Regions from separate parts of the Hordeum vulgare genome. Here all the other regions are linked to region 1. The links are chromatin contacts, called in public Hi-C maps. All regions are on one chromosome and are shown on one strand. Each heading gives the region's core, a stretch centred on a gene start, on an enhancer-like site or on the middle of the called end of the contact. The rest is flanking DNA. Distances are from core to core; before and after follow the strand shown. Region 1 has its middle 260 kb from the start of LOC123430097. Region 2 holds the start of LOC123426309 (plastid division protein PDV2). Region 3 holds the start of LOC123430097.

Region 1 (2,859 bases), core at 102-2,601:
TTCCTCCGAAGACCGACACTCAGACCAACACTTGACTAGTCAACCACTCGTCCTTAACCATGGACCCGACTACTCGAACAGTTTTGAGTCTGCAGAGGGTGTACTCTTTACCCACAACCCACGTGTTTCAATAGTCACTCAGACTAATCCTGCATATGGTATTTTAGAAGTAAATACTCAGAACCAGTACACACTCATTTTTTACCCTTGTGAAGTTCGGCTTCACCCCGACTACGCTGGCAGGGAAAAATCATAAGATGGGGAGGCTCCGACCTCGACTAGCATGGGATCAAATTTATACCGCGCGCTATTAGGGAAGGGCCATTCCCTCTCGGTCCCAGACCGAAAACACCCATGCCCCGTGACCGGATGACTGGATTTAGTCCACGGCCATGGATACCTTCATCTCGACCTCTGTACTTGGGGTGTACCTGGTAATAGATTTACGACTTACTAGACCGTATTTCCTTTCGAAAAGATGTGCGACAACACGTAAGGTAAGGTGACACACAGACAAGACTCGATCTACGGTCGACTTAGGAGGTTTAATATTTTTCCTGCAAGGGTTAGTACCACACAATCTTGCTGAAAAGATTATCTCAGGGTTACTACCATCACACACCGACATGCTTTCAGTGACCACTCCTGTCCCACGAGGTGTGAGCCTATGGTCTCATTTCCACCAGACACACCTTACTCCGAGGTTGTCCAAACCAATGTATCATACGAAGTATGAGGCAGTAACCACTCACCACTTGCCGTCCACAAATTTAGCAACAACAATATCCATCACATGATCTTATGCAAGGTATTATTTCATGCGAGATTTTTATTAACATAATCTAAAATCACGCAATATATGCACCACCACAAACATCACGCAACTTTATGTAAATTTGGATTCAAGATGCTTGCCTTTGGAGTTGAGGAGGGTGAGGTGTACCCCAACATCTTGGACTAGGTCTCCTCTCTTCAAAATCCTATTTTGAAAATATTTGAATTAACACAAAAACACAAAACATCACACAAAATTTATTTGAATATTTTTGAAATAAATATGTAAATAAACTAGAGGTAACTAGAAAGAGGTATGAAGAAGAATCAATCCATTTGGAGTTATAAGTAAAAAGTTAGAACCATTTTAAGTTTCTATTTAAATCTGTGTTGAAAATCTAATATAAAAGAAAACGCTTCGGTCTGAATACGCTTCCTAGCACGGAAAACGTATTCATTGAGCCAGCTACAAAAGAATATGCTTTACTCAAACAAAAACGCACCATGAGGGCTGCGCCACTCGAGGCTTGGCTGGCTCGCTCACCGACAAGCAGAGCCCGCCTGTCAGGTCCTCCTTCCTCCTCTTGCGTGCACGGAACAACCTCAGGGGTGAGCTCCGACAGCGCTCGCCGACGCTAGGAGGCTCCGTTCCTGGAGCTGCGCACACCAACATGCTCAGGAGGGAGGGCCCCATCCTCCGGAGGGCAAAGGAATAACCGAGAACCTCAGGTGAGCCTCCTCCCGTCGTGGCGACAGAGAGCTCCGGCAGTGGTGGCTTCGGCCTACGACGGCCATGGCCCGATTTTTGCATCGGGAATGGGTTAGCTAGGTTTTGGGGAGGGTACCAATGATCATGGTGGGTCGACCGGGGTTCGGGGTTTCCGGAATTTAGCGAGAGACGGATGGCGGCGTTGCGGCCAAAGAGAAGCAAGGCGATGGGCTCCGGCCGAATTGAGGGGTGGGGCGATGGCAGCACGCTCCGGGAGGCTGCTGAGATGCTCAGAGGGCTCGTGGATCCCTTATATAGCCGGCTCAAGGCGGGCTCGCAGCAGCTTGCGGATAAGCTTGTCGGCGACCGCAACTACGGTAGCACAGGAGCGGCAGGGGACGACAGACACGACGGGCAGCGAGCACATGATGCAGGGGAGGTGGTCCAGGGGGAGTTGGCTGGCCGGGGTTGCTTGCGCGGTGCGGGCTACTGCTGGTGCAGAAGGACGCCAGCTATCCACCACGGCCATGGCGCTGCCACGGCACTTCTCGCGCAGAGGGGGCAACTACTGGTGAGGGAGGAGTGTTGACGCGGCTCTGCAACAAACCAAAAGGGAAAGGGTGCGTGGACGCGGTGGCTCTGCACACGCGCGTGCAAAACGTGCGCTCTTGGTATGCCTAGAGCACGCATGGCACGTGCTCGACAAAATGCCTGTGCACCCAAAATACTACCAATGCTAGTGAAACCACACAGGGCTAGGCTAGGGGCTAGGAAAAGGTTAGTGGATAAGCTGGTTGGGCCAAGAAAGGAAATTGTCAATGAACTCTCAAACTAATGCCAAATCTCGCTATGCACTACAAGTGTTCGACAAAATGACAACGGTATCTAGTGAGCTCTTCTGGACACCAAAGTTACCAGATCAGAGTCTCCCTAGGTGCTGGTCAGAATGGCAAGGCTAGATAGGCAAAAAGAAAAACTTGCTAATGCAAAGTTTTGAGAAGAACATTCCTGGCCAGAAAGTTGAGGTTAATATCACATGCACTTAAAATCATCCAATGGGGCTCAACTCCTAGAGTTAAAGTTTTGGTAGGGAAAACTACTAGCACTAAAAATCTCATGGAAAGTAGAGCAAGAAAACACATGGTTGTAGTTCAAATCATCAAACTGGACCAGAACAGGAAAATGGTAGGTTTGCTAAATTTTTCCAAAGCACAAGGTTGGGTTTTTGCATAAAAATGAATCTCATGCTTCACTTGACATCCCAAATTTTTTATAGAATTTTTGAGAGATCATTTCTAAGGTTTGTAGTATAAACTCAAATTTGGGCCAGATTAGCAAATAAGTTAATGTGCTTAAATTTTTCAAAACACTTGGCT
Region 2 (2,859 bases), core at 110-2,609, 460 kb after region 1:
TGGATCTGAGCGAGTACTAATTTGTTGAGGCAAGCGGCATCCAATTGGCTCACATATAGCAGTAGTAATGTAACTACTTCACACTTTTGATACCCTTTGGGTTATTGTGCTTAAATGTGTTTATGTCGTTATCTTAAAGTAAGCATTTTGTACAATAAGGTCAGAAGCTCAGGAACATTTTACAGTTTAGTGACCACGAAGCAGAAATTTTCATCTCAGTTGATGATTGTGTTAGCAAAATGACCTTCCTTCTTGTGCATAGGCAAATTCCATACAGTTCTTATCAGTTCATATTCAGAAACGCATAGGCAAATCCATATGATGGAACACCAGCTTTTCCAAAACAAACAAAGGAAAAGAATGCGAGCTTGTGCTGGCCACTGATACTTGCCATAAGCTACAGTAAGCAGAGTGAAATTTTCTCTGTGTATAAACCATGCAGTGTAACATACTCCCTCGGTTCCTAAATATAAGTCTTTCTAGATATTTCACTACGGACTACATACAGAGTAAAATGAGTGAATCCACACTCTAAAGTATGTCTGCGCAATCTTTACATATTTTCTGTCGCAAAACGTGTTTTAATAGAACCTGTACCTTACCCACAATTAGTTAACAAGCAATCCTGTTGCTGACGGAACCACAGAATCCATCTTATACTACCCTTTCTTACTCTACCTAGTCCAATACCAACTGAGGCTGGAATTGGATGCAGCCACCAGCCAACTAACAACTAAGCAGAGCTATTAATCTTTTCCTCTGTCTGTAACATCATGCTAAGCAAGCCTAGATTTGGTTCCTCACGAAAATACAGTAAGACATGGGACAAAAATGCAGTAATTGAACCCCAAACCCACCATATGATCATATAACCTCCAGCTCGTGGCACTAAACAATAACTACAGACACAACAGCAGGCTACCAGAGGAACAATAAAAACCCCATCTTTATCGAATGACCAACCAGGAATACGAACCGGACCTGCAGGGAGGCGAGCTGCCGCTCGAGCGACTCGAGCGCGTCGTTGATGCCTACCAGGCTCCCCACCTCCACCTCCTCTCCGTCCTCCTCTCGGCCGTCGTCCTCCTCCCCGGCGCCCAACCGCGGCGGGGGGCGTGCGGCGGCAGCGCAGGCGGAGATCCTGGAGCGGAGGTCGGAGGCGCGGGCGAGGACGAGGCCTATCTCCTCCTCCCCTTCCATGGCCTTCGCTAGCGGTGCGGGGGATGCAGAACCCTAGCTAAACCCCAACCCGCTGCTGGCGGCGAGCAGTGGTAGCTGCAATCTTGCACTTCGCGGCGAGCCTTGTGTTCGTGGCTGCGAGAGGGACTGACGGAGGCGTATCCGAAGATTTTTGTCTTTTGTTCTCTCTAACAACCTGACTGGAGTACTGGACTTTGGGCCTTGCTGTGCTCAAGTGGGTGGGTTAGTTCTTCTGGTACAGAAGTTGACATGGGCTATGCGCCGACTATTTCTCGCATTAAGCAACACCGTAGGAACTATTGCTGAAGGGTGTACAGTAGTTAAGCCGGCCTATTTGTTGCGCACAGTTAAGCCGCGTTTGGTTTGGTTGTAATTTAATACAGGTGTATTTACTCTCTGGGTGTAATTTACAGGTCAAGAACTATTTACAGCCAGAAACCAAAACAACCACCGAAGATCTGTATATATTTTACAAATGTATTCAGGAGAAAAACGAGAATTCAAACACGGACTTAAATGCAAAACAGATTGAAAATGCGACAAGCAGGGGTCGATCCCCACTGTGCCAATGTCTTCGATGGATAAGTACTAGGCGTGTTGTTTAGTTGAGGCAAATGAAACCGTTTTTCCATCGGTTTTTATGTCTTTTTTCTTTTCGCTTTTTGACAGGGTTTTCTTCATTTCTGTTTGATTTATTTTTTCTTCTCCAACTTTTTTTTTTCATCTTCAGTATATGTCAAAAACATTTTTGTAATACATGTTTAGCATTTTTTCAACACCAATTTAGCATTTTTTATACATATCAAGATTTCTTCTAAAACATTTTTTAAAATATTTATTAACATTTTTGAAATACAAGATTAACACATTTTTTATACATAGTCAATATTTTTTTCTATATAGACTTCTAAACATTTTTAAATTCTTGATTAATACTTTTCAGGTAAAATATTTACATGTTCTTAACACATGATCAACATTTTTGTCTATACACATCTAACATTTAAAAAAAAATTGTTTAACATTTTAAATGCTTCATTAACATTTTTTATACATGATAAAAAAATCATTATTTTTTAAATACATGGTCAACATTTTCTATACAAATTTACCATTATTCAAATTATTTATCAGTATTTCTGAAAAAATAATTGTTTATCATTTGTAATATATGGTCAATATTTTTATACACATTTAACATTTTTTAAATGATTAATTACCATTTTTATATACTTGTTTAATATTTTTTCAATACTTGATTTTATACACACACATATTATATATATATATTATATAAAAAACTTATAATTATTTTAGTAAATGATCAACATTTTTCCTATATATATTTAATATTTTCAAATGCAGGATTGACATTTTCAAAACATTATTTATAGTATATTTTGGTAATATATATCTTTAGAATATTTGGAAGAGTAAACAAAAGTATAAAAGGAAATAAAACAAATAAAAACAGAAACAAAAACGACACTCGCGCCCCACATAATGGGTCGGTCCATACGCTCGCTCGACTCCGAAGCGTTCGGTGAGGTGGAAGTTCATCTAGCTTAACATGAGACATTGTCGCATCCCATGGGATATGTCGTCTCATGCAGTGTCGCGTTTCTTTTTGTCGAGGAACGTTGCATGAGAAACAAAATA
Region 3 (2,859 bases), core at 182-2,681, 260 kb before region 1:
TTTCATTAGAAGTCTACATACGAAGCAAAATAATGGAATCTACACTCTAAAGTATGTCTATATACATCCGTATGTAGTTCATTAATGAAACATTTTTAAAGACTTATATTTAGGAACGGAGGGAGTAATATACACACCATAAGTATGCAAGGCTTGTAAATTAATGATAATAATAATAATTGGAAATTCCACATACCATTTTGAATTATTGCATTTGGTTTCCAATCAGATTGAATTGATTTAAAAACAAAGCTCGAGAATCTATTGACAATAGTTTGTTCCACCTACCAAAATATCTTTGAGGACACATATAATTTGTTTGATCCATTGGTCCAAACATATTTTATTTGTTTTGCTAATGTCAGGGCTTTTTTAATATGTCATATCCTTGCATTTCTGAGGTGAAATAATATGGACGTCAAAGCTCCTTATAAGTTTGTATGGTTCCATCCCCAAATATGTATGTGATCCTCTTGAATTCATGGATAAAATGTTCAATGTTCTCATTAGGAACGAGATAATAATGTGCATTGCTATTTACCCTTTTTATGGCATGATGAATTATTCAGAGGTAATTTTTTTGCACACATTCGCTGCGATTGAGATCCCAGGAAACTCCCCAAGAGCCTCAGCCCAACGACGCCCCCAAAGCCACACGATCTATATCCAAAGAATGGCAATTATTGACAAAAATTGCATTAAAAATAAACAAGCGCCATGTCTTTTTCTTCTAAAAACTAACACCACCCCTAACACTAAAAATGCATCCCGTGCGTTCACAAATGTCATGAGTGTAAGCGGGCTTTTGTTGGGGATTAGCATCATTAATTAGAGGATTCTATGTAGTCTTTATGGCTAAATAAAAACATCAACAATTAAAGGCCATGAATCATCAACTCTTATAGTACCAAGCAAAACCAAATAAGTTTATATAGTACTTCAGTTGGTGAGACTTGGTGTGTAAGATTTCTTGATGAGGAAGGAAACTTGCATGGTAAGTTTGCCCACTTGAGAAGGAAACTTGGAAGTAGCACGCTTGTCTAGCAGCACATGAAACGGAAAATACACTTTGATTTTTGGTTGTATATGCACCCACATGAGGATTTTTTATAATAATAAATGAAAATGTCAAAATAGTTCCAAAGCATTTTTAGATTAAACTTGACTTTGTTTTGCACTAATAACTAAATTTTCAAGAAAAAAATTCAACATTGACTTCTAGACAAAAACCAAAAATTATTTTGCTATTACAGGTCACTATTCACACTATTTTGATCGAAGATTTATCTTTTCTGAAAAGAAGTCAAAGTCTAATTTCGTTTTTGTGAATTATCTGTAAATATAATGGAAGGTCAAATTATTTTCAAAATGTTTAAACATTTTATCAAATTGCTAAATTTATTTTGCATATAGAATGTATATACATCCAGATTTCAAAAGTTTCCATTCCAATAAAGCGCGTCCGTAATACTCTTACTGCACTTTGAGCATAGAGCTATCATAACTACGACGGTTTCACCACATATGCAGGAGTATTCACCACGCACATACGTACACGTCACTCCTCCCACACCACACCAGACCACACCAGATAGCAGCAGTAAAAACAAATTGACTCAAAAAATAGCCGAGAAAAAACAAGAATATCCCGAGTCCAAGCAGTAGCAGACTAGCAATAGCACGCACGCTGGCCCCAGCCAAACGGCAGCCTGTCATGCTCCTCCTTCCCCAAGCTGCTGAACCCCTTCTCCCTCCTCCTCGCCTCTCCCTACCCTATATAAAATCAGGCCTCCCACTCCTCCAACTCCATCACAATCTGAGTCCAAGGCTGAGCATTCCTCCTCTCACATACTCCTGCAGCAACGACAACAATATCATAGTATCATACTACATACAGTTCACAACAACACCAGCTCGACCCTCAAACCTACACCAACACGTGGCGAAAATGGGGCTCTGCATGTCTAGCGGCGGGGCGGCGGCCGCGGTACGCTCCGAGGGGCTGGCCGCCTCGACGGCGATGGTGCTGCTGCCAACGGGGGAGCTGCGCGAGTACCCGCGCCCGGCGACGGCGGCGCGCGCCCTCGAGGACTCCGTGGAGGCAGGAGACGGCTCCGCCGGGTGGTTCCTGTGCGACGCCGACGCGATGGGGTTCGAGGGCCCAGTGGCCGCCGTGCCCGGGGGCGAGGAACTCCGCCCGGGCCAGATCTACTTCGTGCTCCCCGCCGAGGTCAAGAGGAACGGCCTCCGGCGCGAGGACGTGGCCGCTCTCGCCGTCAGGGCGTCCGCGGCGCTCGTCAACAAGGCCAACACCAACGCCTCCGGCAGCGGCGGACGGAGGAAACGCGCCGGCTCTGTTTCGCCGCTCGTGTTCGCCCCGCCGCCGGAGGTGGACGAGACTCTTGCCCACAACTACAAGACCGTGCCGGCGCTGATAGCCAAGAGGCGGCCGGTGGCGCGCGTAAAGAGCGCCGGGAGGATGCAGCCGAGGTTCGCCCCGGACCTGACCGCCATTCCTGAATGCGAGATGAACGAGTGAACCAAGGGATTGGCCGTTCGGTCGTGGCTACAACAAAAATTGCGGGCGAGCTCGATTCTGGAGAAGCTCCGGCAGTTCTGGAACCAGCGGGAACAGAACATCAGCGGACGACAAAGCGGAAAGCCGTCAGATCCGTATCGGACGGAGGCTGCTGGCTTGGCGCGGAAGATGGAGACGTCACATCGTCGGTGCAGAGTTTTTCTTGTTTTTGTTTGCGGGACGTCGGTTCAGAGATTTAGCATGTGTATAATTCGTAGAAACAAAATTTTGATCGCATTAGTTGAGCAGGTGCTCTGAGAACGAAGTATGAGGCATATATA

The links. A called contact is a pair of places that touch in the nucleus more often than the background predicts.
Region 2: a Hi-C map of seedling shows a contact between it and region 1, with 2.6 times the contacts expected there. The contact joins the promoter of LOC123426309 here to the enhancer-like site in region 1. A contact is called at or near these places in 3 of 6 Hi-C or Micro-C datasets (leaf and seedling).
Region 3: a Hi-C map of leaf shows a contact between it and region 1, with 2.0 times the contacts expected there. The contact joins the promoter of LOC123430097 here to the enhancer-like site in region 1. A contact is called at or near these places in 2 of 6 Hi-C or Micro-C datasets (leaf and seedling).

The regions. Positions count from the first base shown.
Region 1 is chr2H:369,107,338-369,110,196 of MorexV3_pseudomolecules_assembly, reverse strand. No RefSeq gene overlaps it. Among protein-coding and RNA genes, the nearest start is that of LOC123430097, 260 kb to the left of the region's middle. Within about 2 kb of position 1,351, at least 3 of the 3 cell types and tissues checked have open chromatin away from gene starts, as enhancers often do. A contact at or near this core is called in leaf and seedling, where this site is marked.
Region 2 is chr2H:368,651,697-368,654,555 of MorexV3_pseudomolecules_assembly, reverse strand. It overlaps LOC123426309 (plastid division protein PDV2), which reads right to left and starts at 1,359. Exons shown (of 2, transcript XM_045110120.1): 1 at 982-1,359. The coding sequence starts at 1,200.
Region 3 is chr2H:369,363,718-369,366,576 of MorexV3_pseudomolecules_assembly, reverse strand. LOC123430097 reads left to right here and starts at 1,431. Exons shown (of 1, transcript XM_045114010.1): 1 at 1,431-2,859. The coding sequence starts at 1,715. The coding sequence ends at 2,539.